Linked DNA regions of Oryctolagus cuniculus: region 2 is linked to region 1. The links are chromatin contacts, called in public Micro-C maps. All regions are on one chromosome and are shown on one strand. Each heading gives the region's core, a stretch centred on a gene start, on an enhancer-like site or on the middle of the called end of the contact. The rest is flanking DNA. Distances are from core to core; before and after follow the strand shown. Region 1 overlaps LOC103348382 (a long non-coding RNA gene). Region 2 holds the start of CDK17 (cyclin dependent kinase 17).

The links. A called contact is a pair of places that touch in the nucleus more often than the background predicts.
Region 2: a Micro-C map of ear pinna shows a contact between it and region 1, with 4 times the contacts expected there. The contact joins the promoter of CDK17 here to the enhancer-like site in region 1. A contact is called at or near these places in 3 of 6 Hi-C or Micro-C datasets (ear pinna, psoas muscle and an unstated tissue).

The regions. Positions count from the first base shown.
Region 1 is chr11:98,937,600-98,943,113 of mOryCun1.1, reverse strand. All of the region lies in intron 2 of LOC103348382 (a long non-coding RNA gene), which reads right to left. Among named protein-coding and RNA genes, the nearest start is that of TRNAD-GUC, 37 kb to the right of the region's middle. Within about 2 kb of position 3,178, at least 5 of the 8 cell types and tissues checked have an H3K27ac peak or open chromatin away from gene starts, as enhancers often do. A contact at or near this core is called in ear pinna, where this site is marked.
Region 2 is chr11:99,230,315-99,235,828 of mOryCun1.1, reverse strand. CDK17 (cyclin dependent kinase 17) reads left to right here and starts at 3,270. Exons shown (of 17, transcript XM_051845785.2): 1 at 3,270-3,409.

The DNA of each region.
Region 1 (5,514 bases), core at 1,929-4,428:
ACTATTTACATGGCACTGTCATTTTATTGGGCATTATAAGTAATCTAGAGATGCCTTAAAGTAGAGGGGGCGATATGCATATGTTATAGGCAAATCCTGCACCATTTTACACAAGGGACTTGAGCATCTACAGATTTTGGTATCCAAGGATGCAATCCTATGTGGATACTGAGGAACCACTGTTCCTAGGGTTTTGGTCTGCATAACTAGGTGGAGGCTATTCATTGAGTTGGGAAGACTGAAGAAAGAACATTCATCTCTTGTTTTCTTTTGGAGCCAAGCTGTTTGGAAGGATTATTTAGCCTCACTAGATGCTTTCTCAGCTTGTGATAATTTGGTGCTTACCCTTAACACTTTACTGAAACTGCAGGTGCTAAGGGTGATCGAGAGTGCCAACCATGTAGTTCAAAGGCTACCCCCTCTGTCAATACTTGACTGATTTCCTCAAGAAGGGACAGTTGTTGGCATATCTGTTGTTCCATGCCATTAAGTTGCTATTTCATTACACTAAGTAAGAGCAGGGACCACTTGTGTTGAATGAATGGACTCTGTCCAATACGAGAGTCACACCACGGAGCTGTGTGGGATCCTCGAGGACAAGGCTGTACTCCCTGTCTTCCCACCATCCTGACCACTAACACCTGCTAACTTACACAGTTTGCCCTGGGTTCTCCTTAGTAACCATTGCTATGTGCTCCCTCTGAGAGCCGGGGGCGGCGGGATGGGGGGCTCCTTCCTTGCCTTTTCCTAACTTCTGGTGGTGTCCTCAACTCCAAGCTGTATAACCCCAAGGTCAGCTTCATCAGACATGGTGTCCTCTCTGTCTTCTTGTGGCAGACTTCTTTAAAAGGACTCACTCTACTCCAAGCTGACTTCCTCTTAACCGATCATACCTGCAATGGCCCTATTCCCAAACAGGTCACATTCTGAGGTATGGGGTGGGATTAGGCCCCTGACGTGTATTTTATGGGGGGATAGGGACACAACTCAACCCACAACACTGCTGTTAAGGAGCTCGTAGCCTGCAAAAGAGCCTTACAGTAAATGCATCACCACACGAATGAAGACAAAAATCCCACGTGCAGTAAATGCTCTGCTAGCAACGGGAACAAGCAGATGTCTGCAGGAGATGGCAGGGGTGACAGAGAAAGCTTCTCTGAGGCAGTGACACTTCAGCACAGCCAGAAGCTTGCTGGGGCCAGAGACTGCCCCATAAGGGAGTCCCAGGCTGAGGGGAAATTTGACAGTGGCACAGACAAGGCCCTCCCCCAAGGGCAGCAAGATAAAGCCTGTCCATGTCACTTCAGTAATCTGAATGGTACCAAACAGTTGTGTGTGAGTGGAAAATTCAGTGACTCCACTGCGTCCATCCAAGAAGGCAGGTCTGGGGTGGGTGGGTGTTGCAGTTTGTGAATTAAGCCACATCTTGGGGCACCTGCTTCCCATATGGGAGTGCCTGATTCAACTCCAGCTCCTCCACTTCTGATCTAGCTTCCTGCTAATGCATGCCCTTTTGAGTCAGCAGGCAATGGTTCAAGTGCTTGGGTCCCTACCACCCACCCAGATGGAATCCCTAGCTCCTGGCTTTGACCTGGCCCAGACCCAGCCGCTGCAGGCATTTGGAGAGTGAGCCAGTGGATGAACTTTCTCTCTCTCTCTCTCTCTCTCTCTCTGCCTTTCAAATAAACAGACTTAAAAAAAAAAAAAAAGGCAGGTCTGTGTTACCGTTAGGTTCTCTCACTATGTATGTCAGTGGATGCTTTGTTTCATCTTTCAAGGACCTACTGTGAGGCCCAAGTTCCACTCATATTCCTGTTCCTTGGGACCTGGCTGAGGCTGCTGGGTGTTGTCTGACTAGGCCAATGTGAGAGTCTCTTCCAGTTTGCGATGTTTGAGGAAAACATGCTGCATTTACGAGATTTCTGGATTAGTAAACATTGATGGATGCAAATGTCTGATTTTGGTTTCTGGCTGCTGAAGTCCTTGTGAGTTTGCAGCAAGACGGTGTTTTGTGAGCAAATCTCTGAAAGGAATTTTATATACACCCACCCCCCTTCCCCAAAACCCAGCTATTCTAAAGGGAGTTCAGGCTTCCCAAAGCAGAAGACAAAGAGTCGAGTGTTAGCTTCGTGGTCAAGTTCAGATTACCTCTGCCTGCAACTGGGCCACAGTAGGAGGCAGGCATTTTCAGAGCCAGAGGGGGAAAGGGGTGGGCGCACTGCCCCTGGAAAGCCTGCCTGTGGCTGGGTGTGGTGGGAAGTTACCCTCCCTCTTCGGGGACAATGTGTCCCACCCTAGGCCGGATAGTGGCAAATCACAGCTTAGCCTCCCAGTTTCACCCACTGGCCTCCACTTCCCATGTCATCCAAGGTCAGAGAGACCCACGCCAACAAAGGTGACTCCGCAGCCCTGCAGGAAGCTCAAGCTGTGAGAAGAAGGATGTGCAGCCCCGTGCACATCCCGGAGGAGCTTTCGGTGGAGGGGCCAGGGCCGCTTCCGGGCCAGGGGCCAGGGCTGCTGCTGAGGGCCAGGTGGTGTTGGCGCTGGCCAACTACCCCCTCCTCCATCATTTTCCAGGAAGGGTGGTTAGGGACGGGTGCTAGGTGGAGACGCAGTCAGCAATGAATGTTGGTTTTTTTGAGCTGGTGCCAAGGTATTGTGTGTTTCAGAGGGTCCGGCAGACAGCTCCATCAAGGGAGAACTATATAACAGGAGCGCCATCCTAGTGAGAGCAGATTTGTCTGAATGTTTCAGGCTAGGGTGGTCAAGGCTGTGGTTCTCACCATGAGGACCAAACTTTTTTTCTGTTTCTCCTTCATATCTTCTTTTTTATAATCCTTATTTTTAAGTTAATTAATGTGTTTATTTTTACTTATATGAAAGGCAGAGAGAGGGTATTACTACCCATTGGTTGACTCTCAAAATGCCTACAACAGCCAGGGCTGGGCCAGGGCTGAAGTCAGGAGCCAGGAACTCGATCTGAGTCTCCCACATGGGTGGCAGAGAACCAAGTTCCTGAGCTATCACCTGCTACCTCTCAGGGTGTATATTAGCAGGAAACTGGACTAGGAAGCAGAGCTGGGACTCAAACCCAAGCACTTCCATGCAGACCCGGTCATGTTAGCTACTGCACCACACGCCCAACCTCCTTCATGTCTTCAAGCAAGTGAAGCGAAGGGGCTAAACGGTGGGCTTGCTGAGGTGGAAGTGTGCTCTTTATTAATTCATGTCCATAATTTCTGGGGGTTGGAAGGCAATAGAGAATTCTCTGACTCTGGTCCAGTAGTTGAGCATAGGTCTTCACGGAGGCAGGCAGGCATTAGTAGTGGTCATCTAGCTTGCAGCCAAGGGCAGCTTAGCCCAGCTGTGCTGAGTTCCCAACTGTTTATATGAGACCTCCCCAGTGGGGTGTGACTTCTTCCTCACAGAGCCCTGATTGGTGTGAGAAAACCCAGGGGGACAAAGGCAGGGGAAATGTCCAACTCCAGAAGGGCCAACTTCTGAGCGACACTTTGGGAAGTTTTCTACCACACAGGCCTGCCAGCCAGCACGCAGCTCTCCTGCAGGAGCCGGGTGGAGCTTAGCCCGGCACACGCCATCTGATCCCAGCCTGTTTCCATTTGGAAGGGTCGAAGCTGCAGGCTGCTTCCCACCTGGTGTCAATTCTAGAGGCTACTGCTGCCACCAGCAGGGTATCAGCAAACAAAACCAGGCCCAAGGCCATTTGTTATGAATCTGAGGCTTGTGGTATTTGAAACTGCGCTATCATATAGTCCACAGAAGAGAAAGCTGAAGCGGCAGTGTGAGCCCCAGAGACCAGCCAGTCTCCGAACTCACAACCTAAGCAAAATCTGGAATCCCAGCCATCAGAATGTCAGAGGGTGCTTTGTGGGGATGCCAGATTTAGCAGACAAAAAATCAGCTTGGGGACAGGTGTTTAGCCTAGTGGTTAATGCACTGGTTAAGATGTCCACGTCCCACAGTGGAGTACCTGTGTTCAATGCTCCCAGCTCCAGCGTCCTGTCAATATAGACCCTGGAAGGCAGCAGCGATGGCTCCAGTGACTGAAGTCCCTGCCACCCATGTAGGAGACTTTGACGGTGTTCCCAGTTCCTGGTTTTGGCTGGCTCAGCCCAAGTTGTTGTGAGTATTTGGGAAGTGAACCAGTGGATGTGAGATTCTGTGTGTGTGTGTCTGAAATAAAAAAAGAAAAAAGGGTGTTTTTTTTAAAGTCATCAAAAAGGAGAGTTAAATGTTGGTTCCTGAGGCTGGATTTGGGAAGATGCTTATCAAAACATATAAAATTCCCATTAGACAGGAGCAATAATTCAGGAGATTCATTGTGTGACTTGGTGACTTGATCACCACAATGTATCACATGCTCGAAAATCACTAAGAGTAGCTGTAAAGTGTTCTCACCACCCAAAAATGATAAATACGTGAGGTCATGCATTTGCTAATTAGTTCTGAATGTATACATATTTCATAACATCATGTTCTATACCATAAATACATTCAATATTTATTTTCAGTTAAGAACTAGATTTTTAAAGTATTTATTTTGTAAATTCAAATTTAACAGGGTACCTTGTGTTTCCTCTGCCAACCCTACCCCTAACTGGAGTGCTCCAGAAGCTTCTAGTGAATGCAGACGCGGAAGGAAACCCTCGGAGAATGCTGGGTAGTCATCCCCTGGACTCTTCTAGGGGCTGGTTGTCAGACACACAGCATTGTTTGCTGATGAGATGAACTTACTGCAGAGAACTGGAGTGGCCAGTTGCCATCCACCCCTGCCAAAGGACTCTTCTCAAAAAGAAAAAGAAAAAGAAAAGAAAAAAAAAAGCTGTCCTTTGATAGTAATTAAACCTCCAGGTAGTTTCAGTTCTGTGGCAAGCTGATGCCCGACTGCTTATCCCTCCCCGCCCCCTAGCCCACACTTGGTCCTCTCTGCAGAGTCTGTTTGCCCACGGGGGCCCCAGCTGTTCTTTCCTTCTTGCTCTCTCAGCCTCTGCACTGAGGCTAGGAGAAGGGCAAACCTCACCAGTTCCTCCTGGGTATTTCCTCATTCCTCCATGTGGAGTATCTTCCTGAACCTGTTTGCCCAAGGACGGAGCCAATATTTGGTGGGAAAAGCAATTGTATTTTTTTTTTTTTACGGAGGATAAATTCACATAACATAAAATTAAAGCGCACAGGGCTTGGTCTGTAGTAATACACCTGCCACCTCTATTCAGTTCCCAAAGGCACTTATCACGCTGGGAGGAAACCCCATGGGCAGTAAGCCGTCAGCCCCCTATCCTGTGCTTTGCGTCTCTTCACACGTGGAGCACTGCCCCCCGTGAGGCTGCAGTGAGGGGACCCGAGTCAGCACCCACGACGGGCTTAAAGGCCTCACTGCACCACCTCAAGGGATCTGTGGAACCGAATTCTGAGCAATGAAAGGGCTCCGGAAAGACAAGCGTGAGAATGCAGTGAGGCCCTGGCGGACAGGGGAAGGTGTGCTTCAGGGCAGGG
Region 2 (5,514 bases), core at 2,021-4,520, 290 kb before region 1:
AAAGAAAATCCCAGGTGGCAGTGCTGTGTCTGGTTCAGGGATCACAGTTTGAGAACCACTGATGTAAAGCAACTAAAAACCAACTCAAGTGTTTCTTCTCCATATCTTATCTGCATATGCTTCACATTTGTTTCCCAGGCAATGTCACACTCAAGACTGTGAATCACAGCATAGATTTCCTGGCTCTATACCCTTTTGCTGTCTGTCCAAAGTTCAATATTCTCCCATCAATATTTTTATGTATGCCCTGTGATACAGCTGTTCTATGTCAAAACATTTTGAGATACACTGGTTTCACTGGAAAGCAAATTATTTTTAATCTCAGAACTTGTCAGAGCTTTTAATATGTAAATGTGCATTGTAACTTTCCAAAAAGAAAAAGACCTCATGGCATTTCCTAGGTGGATTTGGTTTTTTGAGTTCTTCCCGCATCTCTTCTGCACTAAGCACCAAGGAATGTGTGTTAATCACAGTTTGAGAAACACTCAAATAATTTAACTTTGTTTTACAAAGTACACTTATTTGCAGCCTAGGAAATAGACCAACCAACATACACAAAACATTATGTGTGAATTGTAAATCAATGTAGAAAAGTAGATAAATGCACTTGATGCACTCATCTGTAGTGTTGAGTCATGTGACCTTTTCTTGCTCAAATAACGTGGAGTGATACAAAGAAAGAATCCCTGCCTTCTAGCCTCTACTGATCATCAGTGCTTTCTTGGTTTTACCACCTAGTATACCCCTGCTAACCTCCCTCCCCCATTGCTGCTGTGTTTTCTTCATAACCCCCTCCTGATTATAAATTATCTCACTAACACAGTTCCACAGGGCAATATTGTCTTGTTCTCTTCAAAGCCTAGTACATCATGTAGAGTTGGTAAATGATTTTTAACTGAAAGAACAAATAGATCAATAAATTAAATCCTAATAATGAAATATTTGTGATCATAAAAATGTAGGAAGAAGAGATGATGTTCTCTCTCTCTTTTTTAAAGATTTATTTATTTATTTGAAAGAGTCACACAGAGAGAGAAGAGGGGAGACACAGAGAGAGAGAGAGAGAGAGAAAGAGAGAGTTCTATCCGTTGGTTCACTCCCCAAGTTGGCTGCAACAGCCGGAGCTGAGCTGATCCAAAGCCAGGAGCCAGGAGTTTCTTGTGGATCTCCCATTCGGGTGCAGGGGCCCAAGGACTTGGACCATCTTCTACTGCTTTCCTAGGCCATAGCAGAGAGCTGGATTGGAGGTTGAGCAGCCGGATCTCGAACCAGCGCCCATATGGGATGCCGGCACTGCAGGCGGCGGCTTTACCTGCTACACCACAGCACCGGCCAGAGACGGTGTTCTTTAACAGCTTTAGAAGAGGCAGTTGGAATAATCTATAGTTCTAACAGCAATTCCAATCCGATGATAAGAAGGGGGGATTATTGGTGCTGAAACTCAGGATGTAATTTTGTAAACTTCTTTCTTGGTGATTTTTAATATTTACTAAGGGATCAAAAAATCATTCAATTATTTTTAAAAATAAGGCAAGTATGTGAAGAGGCTTGGCAACATAAGTAGGCCTGTATAAACATCAGTTCTTTAAAAAGCACAGTTGCTCTAAAGGAAAGCTTGTTATATGGATTTGCATTGCCGCATGGTAAACAAGTGTTAAATGTGTGTAGAGCATAATTGCCGCTAATTTACGGGTCCTGCTCATTTTGGCGGCCCAGGAGCAATCTAACTGACATGTTGAGTGTTACAGCAGATACATTTAACTTGCCCAACAAGAGAAAGAAGTCAGCAGGCAGTATTTTAAGGAGATTCATCCAGGAATCTAAGTCAACTGTCAGAAGTCCTTAGGACATAATGTGATTTGAAATTGCATTCAAAATATATTGTCTACCTCCAGTGTTAAAATGGGAACAATATTTACATCTCACTTCACAGGCCTTTTATGTGGTTAAGGTTTTTTTTTTCCTTGTTTAGGTTTTCTGCATCCGGTCTCTTTTTCTTTTTTTCAATCCTCTCATCACCTCCCTCTAGGGGTTTAAGTTTGTTTTCACTTCATGCTTTTATCCTTATTAGTGGGAAAAAATGGGTCAGTATTACTTTAGTTTGTCTTCACTTTCACTCTGCTGTTCATTCCTGAACTAGCTTTTAACCTCTGGGAAAGAAGAAAGTAGAAACATTTGCAGAAACTGGGCCAACCTGTGGAAGCCCGCCTCCCCCAGGAAAACAAACCTAACCAGGTGCACTGGTGGTCCGTGGTGCTCTCAGCACACCTGTAGCTCCCTCTCACCACGCTCCGGTTTTTAATTATAATTGTTGATCATCCTTCACTGGGGTTAGCCTCCTGGCCTCCTGAGGACCCAATATTTTTGGTAGTATTATACATAAAATTGTAGCTTAACTTGTAAACTGCGTGTGTTTGCGTGACTGCTGCACCAGTACCCAACTCACCACACACAACGAAGGGAGAGTTTGCAGCAATCCACACGGGTCCTTTGACATCAGCCTTTTAGAAGGACCAAAAACAGGCGCATTGATACTTTGCACAATAATTATTTGGATCTTTGCAAGCAAGAGTTGTGTGTGCTGGGGGTGGGGGTGGGAAATGAAGGGGCTGACTTATTCAGATAATTTCTTCCCCGGTCTTCCTTGACAGCCACTGCTTACTTTTTTCACTCCCGAAGGGTCGTCCCCAGCCCAGACCCCCGCCTGGGGGCAGGGGGTTTCCTGGGGATACCCCGCCCCGCCCTTCAGGCCCCACCCCCTGCCCGCCGGCTCCGCCCCCATTGCCGCCGCCGCCGCCGCCGGCAGGGGTCGCGCTGCCCCCGGCGAGCGGCTCAGGCGGGGGTGGGGGAAGCTCCCGCGGCCGGTCGCCTTTCTCTGCCGCTGCTGGTTGGATCGTTTCAATAAAAGTCTTTTTTCTCTCTGGCTCGCTCTCCTCCGGGGAACAGGCGGAGGCGTCAATCCGCAGCCGCCGAGTGAGAAAGCGACGCACACGCAGCGACCGAAAGCGGCCGCCCGCCGTCTCCTCAGCGCCCCACGGTCCGGCCCCAGAGCAGAGAAGAAGGAGCCCGCGCCCGGCCGAGCCGCCTCAGCCGGGCGTCGGCGCCTGCCTGTCCGCCTCGCTCCCGCCCCAGTTTCTCCGAGGGGATTAGGGGGCCGCCCGCGCGACTCGGCGGCCCGGGAGCCATGTTGACCGGGGGGCTTGGCAACGCGTGAGACACCCGCGGCCCCTCCCGGAGGCTCCGGACCCTGGGCTACAGCCGGAAGGCGGCTGCGGCGACGGAGGCCTGCGTCTCGCAGACGCCTCGGATCTGCCGACCGCTGGGACCCAGACCTGCATCCGGTCGCCGCGGGCGTCGGCGGAGCCGCTTTCCCTCCGCGCCTCGCCCGAGGCGGTCCCCGCACTTGCTGGTGAGTTGGCGGCCGCGCCTTCCCCGCGCTGCCGGGCCGACCCCGGGCCAAGGGGGGCCGGGAAGGTGCGTGGGACGGACGGGAGGGCCGGGCGAGGCGCTGCTGGGGGCGCAGGAGGCGCAGGCCCGGCCGGGAAGTTGGGAGCCGACCCGCCGGGCGCCGGGGGCGGGGGGCTCGCTCGCGTGTGCCTGTCACCTGTCGGGTCCCGCGCGGACCCCGGGTCGCCCAGGCATTTCCGGGGGGTGGGGTGGGGTGTGGGTGTCTGCCGGGAGCACTCCCGAGAGGCGCCTCTGGCCGCCGCCTCCGGGGCTCACGGTCGCCCTTTGGTCTCCAGGGGAGGCCGGTCTCCCCGCGGGGCGGAGGAGGGAAAGAGACAGAAAGTCCCCGGAGACACAAAGCTCCCCCTCCGCGAGGTGGAGCGGGAGGCGCGGGCGGCGCTGCCCGGGTCGAGCGCTCGGGAGGTGGGGGGTGGGGAAGGGGCGCGGGGCCGCGGGAGGTGGGCGAGGAGGCGGTGGCCCGCCGCTTGCAGCTCCTTGGAGACGCGGGGACTGTGCGCGGTGGGGAGCGAGGAGGAGGAGCCCCCGCGTGGGGAGCGGGCCGAGACAAAGCTCGGGGAGGGCAGCCGCCTGCTGGCGGGTCGCACCTCGAGTGTTGGTCCAGAGCGGAGATGGAGGGAATGTGGGAAACCCGGAGACCCGATGGCGTGGGGGGGTGCCGGTGCCCTTTCGGTCGCAGCCGCTTTTCTCAGCGTTTTTGTGCCCGATGCCTCTGCGCCCCAACTCCGCTGGATAGCTCCAGATCCCCTCCCTCTCGGCACCCCCCACACTGCCACAACTGCCTCTCCGGTGGCTTCCCCCGCGTTCTTCCCCCACTCTTCACCCACTGCTTTTTGAGTAAGCAGTCTTTTGCCTTGAGCTGGAGGAGCGTTTGCTAATGACAGGATGCCTGAGCTTGTTCTGACCCTGAACTGCCTTGAACTCCTCCCCCCCCCCCCACCTTTTCCTTTCTGGGCTCTGTAATGTCACATGGCCATTAACAATTAGCTTTTCTTCTGGAAGAAAAAAAAAAGGCAAAAGCATGTAGCTTCAGTCCGTGGCGCTTCTCCTTTATGTGCAAGCGTCCGCGGAGACACGTCGCTGGTCGTGTTCTATTAGCCCCTAGCCAAATTAATTTTCTAATACAGAAGTGGCAGATTTTGTTTTTGAGCCTTGGTCGTTCCTAGGATCAGCAAAGTGTATTTCTGGCAGCTAGGCCTTCTGTCACTTATCAGGAAATGTTTGACTTAAAGACAGGCAATTCTTGCAAACTTTGCCTTTTTTTGGGGGGGGGGGTTCTTTGTTATAGGATTTCTTTTCAAAGACGTTTGTGTAGGAAGTAACAAATCTGAGTTGCTGTGTTTTAGGTTTACTTTGTTGAACATCGGACAGAAGAAAATGAATGGCATTTTAAGACTTTTGATACGTTGAGTTGACCAGAACCTCACTGAGGCTAGAAATAAGACTAAACTAGATTGCTGGTGGTCATAGCTGGTTTTGTTCTTTTATCCGTGTAAGGAAGTGTCTTATTAAGCATTGGGTGTTGCTTTGTTAATGAAGTCATTTCAGTCTTTGTAATAACATCTGCATATTTCCATAAACAATGAGAGGGACCAAAAGAAAAATGACTGTATTTACAGAATATTCCTTATTTTATGTTGTATGAGAGGAAATTGGAATGTAAAGGGTCTTGTTATCTAGGAACCCTCTCATAGGCCAGAAGCACCAACACTTTGAATGCTGGGCTTCCAAAACAAATTGCTGAGTCTTAGAATTTAAGCTGCCTTAAAATTATTATACAAATATAATTAATTTGATTATTCTTACAGTGCAAATAAAAACATTACTTAAATGTGGAAAGAAAATAAAAATAAAACCTATGTCTTGCTGGTTGCTTCCATACTAGAAATTGCTGATGAAAGAGATTTCAGGTCACGGGCCAGTCTCTAAATCACAGGACTCTGTACCTTCTTTCACCACTTCACTGTTTTAGAAACCTTTGTGGAATTGACAGGTCATATAATTCATATTTGATATGTACAACATTTATCAAAAGGCCATATTGAAAAT